Linked DNA regions of Mus musculus: region 1 is linked to region 2. Evidence: chromatin contacts called from public Micro-C data. All regions are on one chromosome and are shown on one strand. The core of a region is the stretch at or near the end of the contact, and the rest is flanking DNA. Distances in the headings are between cores, read along the strand shown.

The links. A called contact is a pair of places that touch in the nucleus more often than the background predicts.
Region 1: a contact with region 2 is called in a Micro-C map of embryonic stem cells, with 2.9 times the contacts expected there. The contact joins the promoter of Sh3gl2 here to the promoter of Cntln in region 2. A contact is called at or near these places in 3 of 484 Hi-C or Micro-C datasets (embryonic stem cells, olfactory sensory neurons and rod photoreceptor).

Annotation. Positions count from the first base shown.
Region 1 is chr4:85,202,290-85,208,624 of GRCm38.p6, forward strand. Sh3gl2 (SH3-domain GRB2-like 2) reads left to right here and starts at 3,167. Exons shown (of 9, transcript NM_019535.2): 1 at 3,167-3,332. The coding sequence starts at 3,288.
Region 2 is chr4:84,881,118-84,887,016 of GRCm38.p6, forward strand. It overlaps Cntln (centlein, centrosomal protein), which reads left to right and starts at 3,192. Exons shown (of 26, transcript NM_175275.4): 1 at 3,192-3,707. The coding sequence starts at 3,348.

The DNA.
Region 1 (6,335 bases), core at 1,917-4,416, 320 kb after region 2:
CTCACTTGGCTGTCTCATCTTCTCATCTTTCTTCTGTGACTAGGCTAATAGGGCTTAGGTAGGGAGACACCCATTGTGCTTTGGAGAGATGAAGGCTGAATTACAGGAATAAGACTTTCACGTTTTACCTCCAAGGGACCAGGCAGATATGTACCTTGCTATGTAGCTTTTGGGGGAAATTCTGGAAGCAGAGTTATGAAGGTGGCCTTGGCCTTGATTTCCCATTTCTAGGAAGCTGTTGCTAGCCCTGCCACTCCGGGCAAGCACTCGTGCTCCTAGATCGCATCCACAAGCACACCACTCACAGGGCTATGTGGCTAAGGGTGTTAAGCCTGTGACTTAAGTGGTACCAGTGACAGGGCTATGCATTCACTCGGTCATCTCTGTCTACACTTAGCACCGACACAGCTGTCCTGCGTTTAGCTAGAGGCCGTAGTAGAAAAAGAGTGACTCACTGCCCTGTGTCACCTCGAATTTCTCAGCTGTAAGATCTGAAGCTAGGACTGAACGCCTTGGCCTTGTTGTGATTCACATGCTCACTGAGCTGCACATGAATTCTGGAGCAGTTTACCCTTGTGCTGGCCAGAGACTGTGAACACGGTCAGTGGGGAGAAAGATGGAAGTGGGAGCTTTCCATCTGCCTCTCTCCTGGGATCTATATCACCATGAAAGGTAACTAGGGATGCATCAGCCCTGTGCACACTAGCAGACTGGTATTTCCTGGAAGCTTTGCCATAATGCAGAGAGAAGTAGTGCATAAATGATGTGAGGAAATTATTGCTGACCATGAATTTACTGCCCAATTAGTGAGGTGGTGCTGTGTAGGGGATTCGCATAATTGGGCCTTTCTTGAGCTGATCCGGGTTTATTTACCATTTTCCCAGTGATTTTTATCTCGGGAGACGAAAGGGTAAAATGTTGAGTTCGTCAAAGGCCTTCCTTACTGACCTCTGATTCTAACCACAGCCGCCTACGCTGTGCTTTGAGACTTAGTTACAGATCCTTTGCAGTGGAAGAATTCCCATGTGAGAGCCGTTGAGCACCAAGCACACTTTCCTTCTACATTCAAGTTAGAATATATGCACATAAAACAGTGGCTTTGAATCATTGGCCTGGAAATACTTGGGCAGTGCTTCTCAACCTGTAGGTTGCCACCCCTTTTGGGATCAAATGGCCCTTTCACAGGGGTTGCCTATGACCATCAGAGAACACAGATATTTATATAATGATTCATCTCAGTAGCAAAATTACAGTTATGAAGCAGCAAAGAAAAGAATTTTATGGTTAGGGGCACCACAACACGAGGAACTGTATTAAAGGATTGCAGCATTAGGGGGGTTGAGACTGGCTGACCTTGGGGTTCAAGGGCCAATTTACATGTGTGGGCATCTTCCTGCACCATCCCCTCACACCCCTTTCTCTGATGCCTTCCAAAAGTAGCTGCTCAACACCTCTCTTCTGGGGCAACACCCCAAAGGTTTTCATAGCTAACAGTTGAGGCTTAAATAGAATCCCTGACTTAGATGAGACCTAGGTGAGAGCAATAGGTTCAAAGCGCTTTGAAGTTTTCTATGCAGAACCCAACGTGGTTCCTCTGATCTTTAGCAGCATACGCTATGAAGGTAAGTAGTCAAAGAGACAAGGAAAGGCGGGGACTAGCTTTGCTTTAAGATTTTAAGGTTAAGGCAAGTGCTCAAAGTTTCCGAGGAGCCTCTTCAGGTCCCCATTTCACTTCTTTCATGTGTTGAGACCAAAGTTGCAAATTTCAGACCACATCATAGATTTGTGGCAGAGAGAAGCGAACCCTGTGGCCCTGATACCAAAAGGTGAATTATTAAGAATTAGCATGTCCCTCCTGCCTAAATCCTCTAACCAATGTTTATCCCAATGCCTCCACGGTAGTTTAGAAATTAGAAAGTACCACAGATTGGAAGGTCTGGGCAGCAGCAAGGACCACAAGACTACAGACCCCTTCCTTCCTTTTGCTTTGCTTTGCAGACTGGAAGGGTATGCTCACTGCTCACTGCTCCGATATTCTGTTGTGCTGTGATTCACAGTAGCAAGGGTGAGTGGTACCCAGCCCGTGTCTAGAATCCCCTTGCACCTGCTCTTCCGTTCATCTTTACTCAAGCTGCAGAAGTCTACTGGCTTCCTTTACACCAGGCAGTAGAGGGGGGGGGGGCGGGAGGGGAACTGTATTTCTAGGAACCCAATCCAGGTCCTGTTGATTCTTTCCACATTCTCCGTAATTACTCTCCTCTTGGCGGCTCATCACTTTGATCCACACATGCAGGTGTGGCCTGCATCTGAGACTCTCCCACAAGCTCTTCCATACAAGACAAACTTGAAGTGGCTGCTCATAAGAGCACAGATTTCTGGTGCTGCTCTGGGCCCTTCACCCAGTCCCATCCACCCTTTGTCCCTATGTGGTGTTTGTATAACTTACTGCCTTTCCTTTCCTCATTATATAAAAATGTTAGAACGAAAAAAAAAAAGAAAGAAAAAAATGTCCATGATAATTGTGTGAATGCCAAGTTCGCATTCGTTTTTTTTTTCTTTTGAAAATAGAAGATTAAATGTTATTACTCATATCAATATATGCTATAGCTCATATCAATTCCATTCCAGTATCCCAGTCAAACTGTAGGGACCTCTCTTCATCTTAAGTAGTTAAGTTGTACTAGAACAGGAAAAAAAAAGTTGATAGATTTCCCTAAGGTGAAACAAGCTTAAGGGATATTAAAATCGAGGCAGAGAAATGTTTTCGGTGGCCAATCATGCGGGAAGGCAGGGCATGAAATGAGCAATAACTTATTCATGATCCAGATAAGCCGCCACCCTGCTTTTCAACCACAGGGAGGCCAGGCTCAAAGGGCAAGGGCAGTGCGCAGGCAGCACCACTGCGGCTACCTGGGAGCTGGGTCACCTGAGTCTAGACTGCCCAAAGGCGGTGATCCCTTTGCCAGGGCCACGAACGAACGACTCCCACAGCTGAAGACAGCCCAGGCTTCGGACCGTGGAGGGACTTTCGCCCCCGCACAGTGCGGGGGTTCCTCGCGCTCACCTGCCTCGGCTTGCGCCCTGGGCGGGGCTTCCCGCGTCCCCTTTAAGAGGCCGCATCACCCGCCCTGACGTCAGGGTGTCTCTCCGCACAAGCCCGCGTCCCGCGCCGCGCCCCCGCGCCAGCAGCTCCCGCGGTCGCACGACCAGCGGCGGCCCGGCGACCCCAGCCGCCTCTCCGCATCTGCATCTGCATCTGCCGGCCGCGCAGCCTCCCGCATCCCATCATGTCGGTGGCAGGGCTGAAGAAGCAGTTCCACAAAGCCACTCAGGTAGGGCGCGTGCAGGTGCGCCATGGGCCGCCCCGCAGACCGACAGACAGACGGCGTCCTCCCCTGCAACCCCTCCCTGTTCTGATCTGGTCCCCGCGGGGCGCTGCGCGGCAGCCTGGCTCCATAACCCGGCTCCCTGTCTCCGATCGGTGCTCGCTCCGCGAGTCTCCTCCCTGGCCGCTGCATCCCTGCTTCCTCTTCCCACTCCGAGTCCCTGTGGTCCCTGCCACTCTAGCACTCAGACCTCAGTTCCCTTCCCCTGGCATCTCTGCTCTCTGTCCCCGCTGTCTCGGTTCGCCGCCCACCGGGTTCCCAGGCAGTTAGTCCCTGCACGGCAGCTCTCAGGCTCTGCACGGAGGGTGCCGCGCAGGTGCTTGGCGGCGCGGCGGGAGATTATGTAAAGTCGCCTCGGTGCGGTGACCTTGCGGTGTGGTGTGCCCCACTGTCCTGGGATGTGCTGGCTGGAGCGAGGTTCGCTCTGGAGGCTGCGGAGGTGCCCGCGCTCTGCGCTTGCTCCAGGCTTTGCGCTCCCAGGCCTTCTCAGAACCCCTCCTTCCCAGGCCTCCCCAGGCTCCCAGCATGGGAGAATGTGGTTCCCCTAAGGAGCATGCATGCATTAACTTTTTTCCCTGGAGAACTCCTTGGTGAAGCTTATTTGAGGCCATGGTTTGATCAGTGGTCTGCAAGTCTTTAAAGTTCTCCCACGGGTTTTACTGCGGAGGCAGTTGTTAAAAACTTGAAAATCACTGTTTACTAGATGTGCCAAATTTTCTGTGTGGGGTAAGCTGAGATTAAAATTTAATCCAGACCCACATAATTTAAATCTCATTGGGCCCAACTCAGTGATTTTACAAAGAGAAAATGTCCAAAAATACTTACGATGTGACCCATTTCTTACATAATGTGTGGAGTTACAACCCTTTTATTCATTTGGAACAGGTTAAATTTTAAGATATATTTAACAAGAAACGACTTTATTGATAAACCGTAAAATACTTTTTGCGTAACCATTTAGCTTTAAAGATCCTTATCCTAAGCTAACCTTAATTGTGTGGCTTCTGTAATTTCTTGTTTTTTAAAAACATTACTTTTATCTTTTTTTACAATCCAGCCACTCCCTTCCCTCTGGGTCCCCCCTCCCACAGTTCCTCATCCCATTTCTCCCTCCTGTCTCCAAGAGGATGTCACGCACACCAGGTCTTCCCACTCCCAGGAATCTCAAGTCTCTCGCACATCTTCTTCCACTGAGGCCAGACCAGGCAGTCCTCCTCTGCTATACATGAGTCTCATTACCGAGTTCACAGCCTCAGTACTATTGCAAAAGGCATAGGGAAAAGGTGAAGACTGCATTCCTCAAGTTTGCTTAAATTAAGGTGCAGGATGACATTCACCCCTGAGCATCATCTCTGTCACCATAGACTTAGCATCATCAAATGAGTTCTGTTGGGAACTAATTTAGGGAGACAGGAAACAGTCATTTTAGGAAGTGCTTCTAACTACATATATATTTGGTTTTCTCACTAGAATTGTCTGTGATCTCCCTATTGGAAAGGTAGAGCCAAGTATATTATTCACTTGATTCTGGCAACTTTCCAGTTTCACAGAACCAATCTGTGCTACCAGTGAATGGCATAGGACTGCCCTGATGTCACCCACCTTATTTATTTATTTATTTATTTATTTATTTATTTATTTATTTAGGTACTTGTCTCATTTCTAATCTAGACCAAAAGACTGATTCTACCAACATTCCTTTAGGAGCCTTGGCTTTGGGGAGGGAAAGGCTAAGATTTGAATCCCTCTTCTGCTACCTAGGAAATTGAGCAAGCTAGTTTTCTGAATCCGTCCTTGCCAAAAATGAGACAAAATTTCTCAGGGGAAAAGTAAGGATAAATGAATTTGTAGAGCATATATAGAAAATGCTTAATAAGTGGTAATTGTTAATGTTAAGGATAATTCCTTTAGCGTTAGGTACCATTCCTTTCCACTGGTAATAACGAGACTTGAGAACCCAGCCGGGGCTTCGATAACACACACAGTAACCATCTGACTCCATTCAGCTCATCCTGAGGTTGTGTGCAGCTCTGGAAGCAGGAAAGAACTGGAACGTCATCGGGGAAGCCCCGTCTCCAGGTGTGGAGGAGTTCTACTAGGGACGGACCTGCTCCTTACCACTCCGAACCCAGATACTGGGTCACTGTTCACTGCCATTCTCTTCCTTTGCTGAAAAGCCTTTTTGTTTTAAAGGTGAAGCAAAACACAATCTCATTCATAGCTTAATGGAGCCTAGTCTTTAAAAACGTAAGGCAAAGGTTACTCTCCTGTGCATGGATGTGTTATTCTAGAGGGTGTGTAACGCGAGGTGGTGTTTGCCTGCTCTGAGCTCTGAGGGAAATGGTCCTGTCCTGCTTTGCAGTCGTTTCCTGAATCTGATCTTTGCTGCAGAGGAAGTGTTAGGCCCCTGACTGCCATGCTGGTCAGAGAAGGCAACATCTTGCCTTTCTGTGGAGCTGAGCTTCCACAGAGGGGTGGGTGGGATTTCATCAATAGAATATGCCTTTAGTGTCAGTACCGTTGGGTTAGGGTTCCTAGTTAGAGTGTGCCCCTATGGTTCTCATATTAGAACTTAATATCTCTCCCTTTCATCAATGGTTACTCTGTAAGTAAATAATTTTTATTGCAACATAGGACAAATTGAGCAATTACTACTCTACCTTCAGAGAGTTTTATTTTTATTGAGCTTCCATTGTATCATCAGTAATGTCAACTTTTAAAAACTTGTTTGAATTTGCAGCAGTCTGTGTAAACATAGCTTTAGTTCCTGGTTAATACTGCAAGCAAACCCATAATTCTTTTCCTATACTTCATGATCAAGTGTTTGCTATGGTATGTCTTAGTATTTTTTGGCTGTGAAGAGACACCATGACCATGGCAGCTCTTATAAAGGAAAGTGTTTAAGGCTGGGCTTCCAGCTCTGAGGTTTAGTTCATTATCATCATAGTG
Region 2 (5,899 bases), core at 1,942-4,441:
TGGTCAAAGGGAACAAACAAACAAACAAACAAACAAACAAGTCAAAGCCACACACATAATAAGCAGTGGCTTGGGTGTTAAGAGAATTAAAACCATAACCCAAACAAAACAAAATATACATATTGGCATGGTTGTAGAGAAATTGGAGCCCTAATACCCCGCTGACAGGAACAGAAAGTATACAAGTATAAAAACCTCAGGGGGGTCTTTAAAATTAATTAATCACTGGATGCTCTAGAGATTTCGCTCATAGAGAATTAACCATGGAGTTTCCAAGAGAATCCTACACACAAATGTTATAGCAGTTTTATCCATGATAGGTAAACGATGGAAATAATGTAAGCATATACTGACTGATGAAAAGATAAAGAAAAATGTGGTTTATCCACACAATAGAGTCTTATTCATCTACAAAACCACAATAGGCTAGAGGATGGGCACTTCAGTTAAGAACATCTGTTGGTCTTGCGGACTACCCAGGATGGTTCACAACCACCAATATCTCCATTACAGGAAGGTGTCTAACATGCTCTTCTGACTTTTGTGGGCATCAGGCACACACGTGGTATACATACATACATACATACATACATACAGGCAAGTAAACACACACACAAATAAATCTTTCTTTTAAAAAATAATAAAGTATTGATATATACTACAACATGGGTGAATTCTGATATAATATATAAAAGCAGACATAAAAGCTTACATAGACTCCATTCTTCAATGTTTAGAATAAAAATGTACAGAAATAGATAGAAGTTGGTGATTTTGGGGTTAGTGGGAGGAAGAATGTGAAATGACTGAATGGGCATGGAGGTTCTGACTTGAGATGATAAAAATGTTCTGGAACTAGACTGTGGGGATGGTTACTAACATAATACTACTTCATTGATAGTTGAAATAATTTAAAACGTTATGTGATAAATTTTACGTTAAGTGATATTGCCATTATACAAGTCTTCTAAAAGTATTTGCCTAGGCAAAGATACAGATTCAAGATATTACCCTTTGGGAGACTCTATCTATCCATCTATCTATCCATCTTGTATCTATTATCCTATCTATCTATCTATCTATCTATCCATCCATCTTGTATCTATTATCCTATCTATCTATCTATCTATCTATCTATCTATCCATCTTGTATCTATTATCCTATCTATCTATCTATCTATCTATCCATCTTGTATCTGTTATCCTATCTATCTATCTATCTATCTATCTATCTATCCATCTTGTATCTATTATCCTATCTATCTATCTATCTATCTATCCATCTTGTATCTATTATCCTATCTATCTATCTATCTATCTATCCATCCATTGTATCTGTTATCCTATGTATATTTATAATACTTCTATCATCTATCACCTATCAATTGATCGATTGAGATATTGCATCAAACACACTAGAAATCATAATAGAAAATATTACATTGCTTTTCCAAAGACTCTAGGGTTAAATGAAGAAATAAGCAATGACCAGTAGGAGGCACTCACATGTATTTCAGGCTATACCAGTGAATTCCCAGTGTTAAACCCAGTAAAATACCATATATTCTTGGAATGCAATGCTTTGTTTCAAATTACTGTTGAGATGAAAGGCATTGTTTTTTGAATTAAATGGATTTAAACTCTAGCTTCTCTAATATAGTATCAGACATGGAGTGTCATGAAATTTACAATGACCTCTGAAGTCTCAGTTTCTAGTACAATGCGGATGACATCTAATTCGATATAAGTGAATTTAATTTGAAAACTATTATTGGACTCAGCAAATGTTAGATGTTCAACACGATAGTTCTTTGTAGGACAAGTTTATATGTACTTTTCCTTTTTTATTTCTATGGGTACCTATGTGTGTGGAGACCTGAGGTCCTGCGTCTCCTTCAATCATTCCCCATCTCAGTTTTTGAGACAGAGACTCTTAATGATCTTGGAGCTTGCAGATTTGGCTAGAGTAGCTGACCAGCAAGTCACAGGATCTGGCCTCTGTCTCCTAAATTCTGGGATTACAGGTCTGCCAACATCATGGCAGCCGGCTTTGGAAAACACACGTGGGCTCTGAGGGATTGAATTCATGATTTCACGGCAAGCACTGCATGGGCTGAGCCATCATGGCCCCGAGCCCTACATGCACTGGAAACATGTAATTCTCTAATACACTTTGCAGTGTTGGAAGGATGACCAGAGGCAGTCTTCGGGCATGCCGACTCAGTACAGGCAAAAATGGTTTGAAAATGGTAACTTCACGGTGGGACTCTCAATCCCTACTTCAAATCTCTTCCAAGAATTCTGTAAACTTTTCCTAGAAAACAAAACAAACAAACAAACAAACACCCCCCCCCCAACAAACCAGCAACAACAAAAAAGTAATTCTATCTTTCTGTGAAACTCAGCTCAGCGTGCGCGCGTTCACTAAGTTTAGCACTCTGGAGGAAGTGTCTTAAGGGCAAAGAAAGGTTATTGTGTTTTTGAAGTTTATAGCAAAGCAAGTGAGAAAAGACCAGAGACTAAAAAAGTGAGTCAGTCTCATTTCTTTCATCAGACTCCATTGCTGACTTTAGTTCGGTCCAAGGACACCAAGCCGTTGGGCCTTGTAGGACAAAGTTGCTCTGATATCCAGCCAAGGGATAAAGAAATTGACATAAAGACTCAAAGGAAACCATGACTCTTGCAAAACAAAAGACAAAGGGTGTAGGAAGGATCATAATTCAAGTGGGAAGCCTGCTCGATAGTCCCAGCTCAGCACAAGGCTTTCCGCGTCTCCTTGACTTCAGTCGGTTAGATGTCAGCCGCACGTAAGGCAGCGTTGCCAAGGGGTGTGAAGAAAACACTTAACTCTAAAACCTATTCCCTGATCCTCAAGGAGCTTACAACAGCGTTGGAGAGATTAGCGGGGTAACTAACACTTGAGGGCGGTCAATGAAACGTGAAAAACGAGTTGGCAGAAGCCTTGGAGGAGGAAAGAATTCACAGTTCTGGATCACTGGGGGCTGGGGGCTTGTCAGGAAGGCTTTAAGACGAGGGATGTAAAGTAGGCCCTCGGCGGAGCTAGGGCGTTAGGAGGGCGGGAAAGTCAGGCACTTCGGACTCGGGACAGTGGAGGCGCCAGCAATGAACTTGCTGGTCGAGCCTCCGCCGGCCCGGCGCGCATGCGCAGATCAGCTCAGCCGCCCGCGCTCGGAGCTGGGCCCGCGGCAAGCCCACTAGGAACCGCGATCGCCGGACCAGGCGGGAAAAGCTCCGCGCATGCGTAGGACGGCAGGCCAGGCTCCCCAGGATGGGGAAGGGAAGGTGGAGTTTTCAAGCGGGAACTTGACCCGTTAGGCGCCGCGGCCATGGCGGCGCGCTCGCCGTCTTCCTCGCCGCCTCCGCCCCCGGTGCGGCGGTCCAGCCGGCGGTCCCTGCGCGTCGGGCGCGGAGCCGAAGTGCACGCTGTGCGCAGCGAGGCCTCGGGTCTGGCGGGCGCCGCGAGGGAGGTCGTCGCGGATAAAAGCGACTTACTTTGGAGGGGCGAAGAAGGGTCAGGGGGACGGCGAGGGTCGGGGCGGGCCGGGGCCGCTGTCGCTCCTGTCGCCAGCGCGCCCGCGGGTTCCTGGTGGCCAGAGGGCCTCTCCTCGGAGGAGGCGAAGGCGACGCGATCGCAGCTGCTGGAGGAAGAGCTGAGCAGCCTAAAGGAGGAGCTGGCCCTGTGTCAGGTATCAGGACTGGCCGCCGGCCTTCCTGTCCACGGCCCCGGCCGGGGGCAGCGCCGCCCATCACCGCCGCCCGAGCTCATGCTCGCGGCCCGGGGCACCTAGTGAACCCTCCCGGGACGCGCCCTCCAGGCTCCACGCCCTGCCTCTGCCCACTGTCTGGGCTGCAGGCTCTGTCCCGCTGCAGACCCGGGTTTCGATTTTAATAGGATGCTCTCCAGAGGCTCCTTCCTCAAAGCCCAAGTTCCTGGTGCTGTCTAGTGATACCCAGTGCCCACGAGTGGAGTGCATTCGTGAATTGAAATAAACAGGACCGTGTCAGAAAAATAAAATCCACTGATGGAAATTGCCCGTTTTTAAACTTCAGACCCACACTTAACCCTTGTTCTTACCTTGTTAAACTTAAGTTCCAAACACAACCACAGTTTTTAGAAAGCCCTGGGAACGGGACTACAACCTTAGGATGCTACGTATTCATTTATTAACTTCCAGTGATCCCATAGTGAAGTACTTTCATGTGAGTGTGCCAGAGGAAAGCAGTTGTTAGAGCAGTCATCTCACATTACTTCCCAGATTAGTTTGAGGGTTTGGGGATGGTGAGCTTGCCTGTCCTTCAGTGCAGAGTATTTATTTATTTATTTATTTAGTTAGTTTATTGGTTTTGCCTTCTCACCACCATCTCCTTAGATTTGGCTCTAACCACATATAGGGTTAGGAAATAAAAATGTTGAGAATTCATTCAGTTAATTACAAGTCTTTAAGGGAAAAAAATCGCTGTATTTAAGAGACACTAATTAGGAACCGCCAACACCAGAGACAGCATCAACAGAGCAGCATTATCACGTTAGATTAGTAAAACCTTGAAACTCTCTTACGGTTCTGTTGGGTTCTCTTGCTCCGTTTTATAGGTCTTTTCTGTAAAGACAAGAGAATCGTGTGTAACTTGAATACATCATTGGTTAAGCAGATTGGGGAGCAATGATCAGACTGCACCCCTTTCAGTTACTCATTTTCTATTGGCTGGCAAAACAGCAAAAGGATGTCTATAGGTCAGGGATGAACTAAGGCATTTTGTCCTCTGTAAACCTCGCCCTTGGGGAATTTAAAGATGTGTGCTCATGCTAAAGGCTTTGCTAAAGTAACAATCAATGGCCCTGCCCACATATTCTATACTGTCTCTCTACTCCCATATTTATAACCTTAAAGATGAAAATGTCCAGTATGGTACTGGCCTTGGTGATTTTGGGCACTCCTGGACTAGGAAATGATTGCAATACTTGAGGCAGATGTAAGAAATAGAAATGGTCCTGATTAGCTTAGAATGGCAATTCTTGAAATTTGATAATATTAGGAGATGATCAGAGACATTTCAGTAATAGATTCCAAGAAAGGAGGTTGGCAGTATCAAGATTATAGCCAAATCATTTTCTTGTCATAGGGAGACTAAGGGGAAATAACTAAACTAGTTGTAGCATAACAAAGTTAAACCTTTAGATTTTTCATGTGAATTTTACTTATTATCCACCCATAAATCACAGAACCTGAGAATATTTCAATATATTGTTAGTGCAATCTAAAGTAAAAAAAAATCATTTTATATTTCAACTTACATGGAACACATATATAGGTATGAAACACTTGTATAGGTCTATGCAGTTGCAGAGAGATTACTTACCATAACAGAATGTCATCAACTTTCCTAAGTTTCTTTAAAAATATTACTGAGATTCAAATAATATTTATGCCCTGTAAGGGTCAAACATGCAGCTTTGAAAAAAGAGCTTTGCTACTGAATGTATTACCATGAGTAGTGCTTGATTTATGTTTGTTTCTTTCTTTAATATTTAATTTATTTGATTATTATCAGTGAAGAAGTTTGGGTGATTCCATGTATCACTCTTGGAGCACCTCAGAAAAGTCACATGGTGGAAGACAAATGTTTCTCTTCCTGTGAGCCCCTGATTGTATTATCTAGTTAAGCATTTTTGCATGTGTCCCCAGGTTAGGAAGGAAATTTCATGAAGGAAAGGCTGCTTAGATGGAGTGAAAAGCTGTCTATTGTGTTTACAGAGGGAAGGAGTAGCTTCTAAATGTAGCAAGGAATTTTCATGATGTTTTTATCCCATATTTCATTTTTTAAGAGATTATTCTAGTCTCTTCTTTGTTGCTATGCCGTCTTTCAAGACTAAATCCTT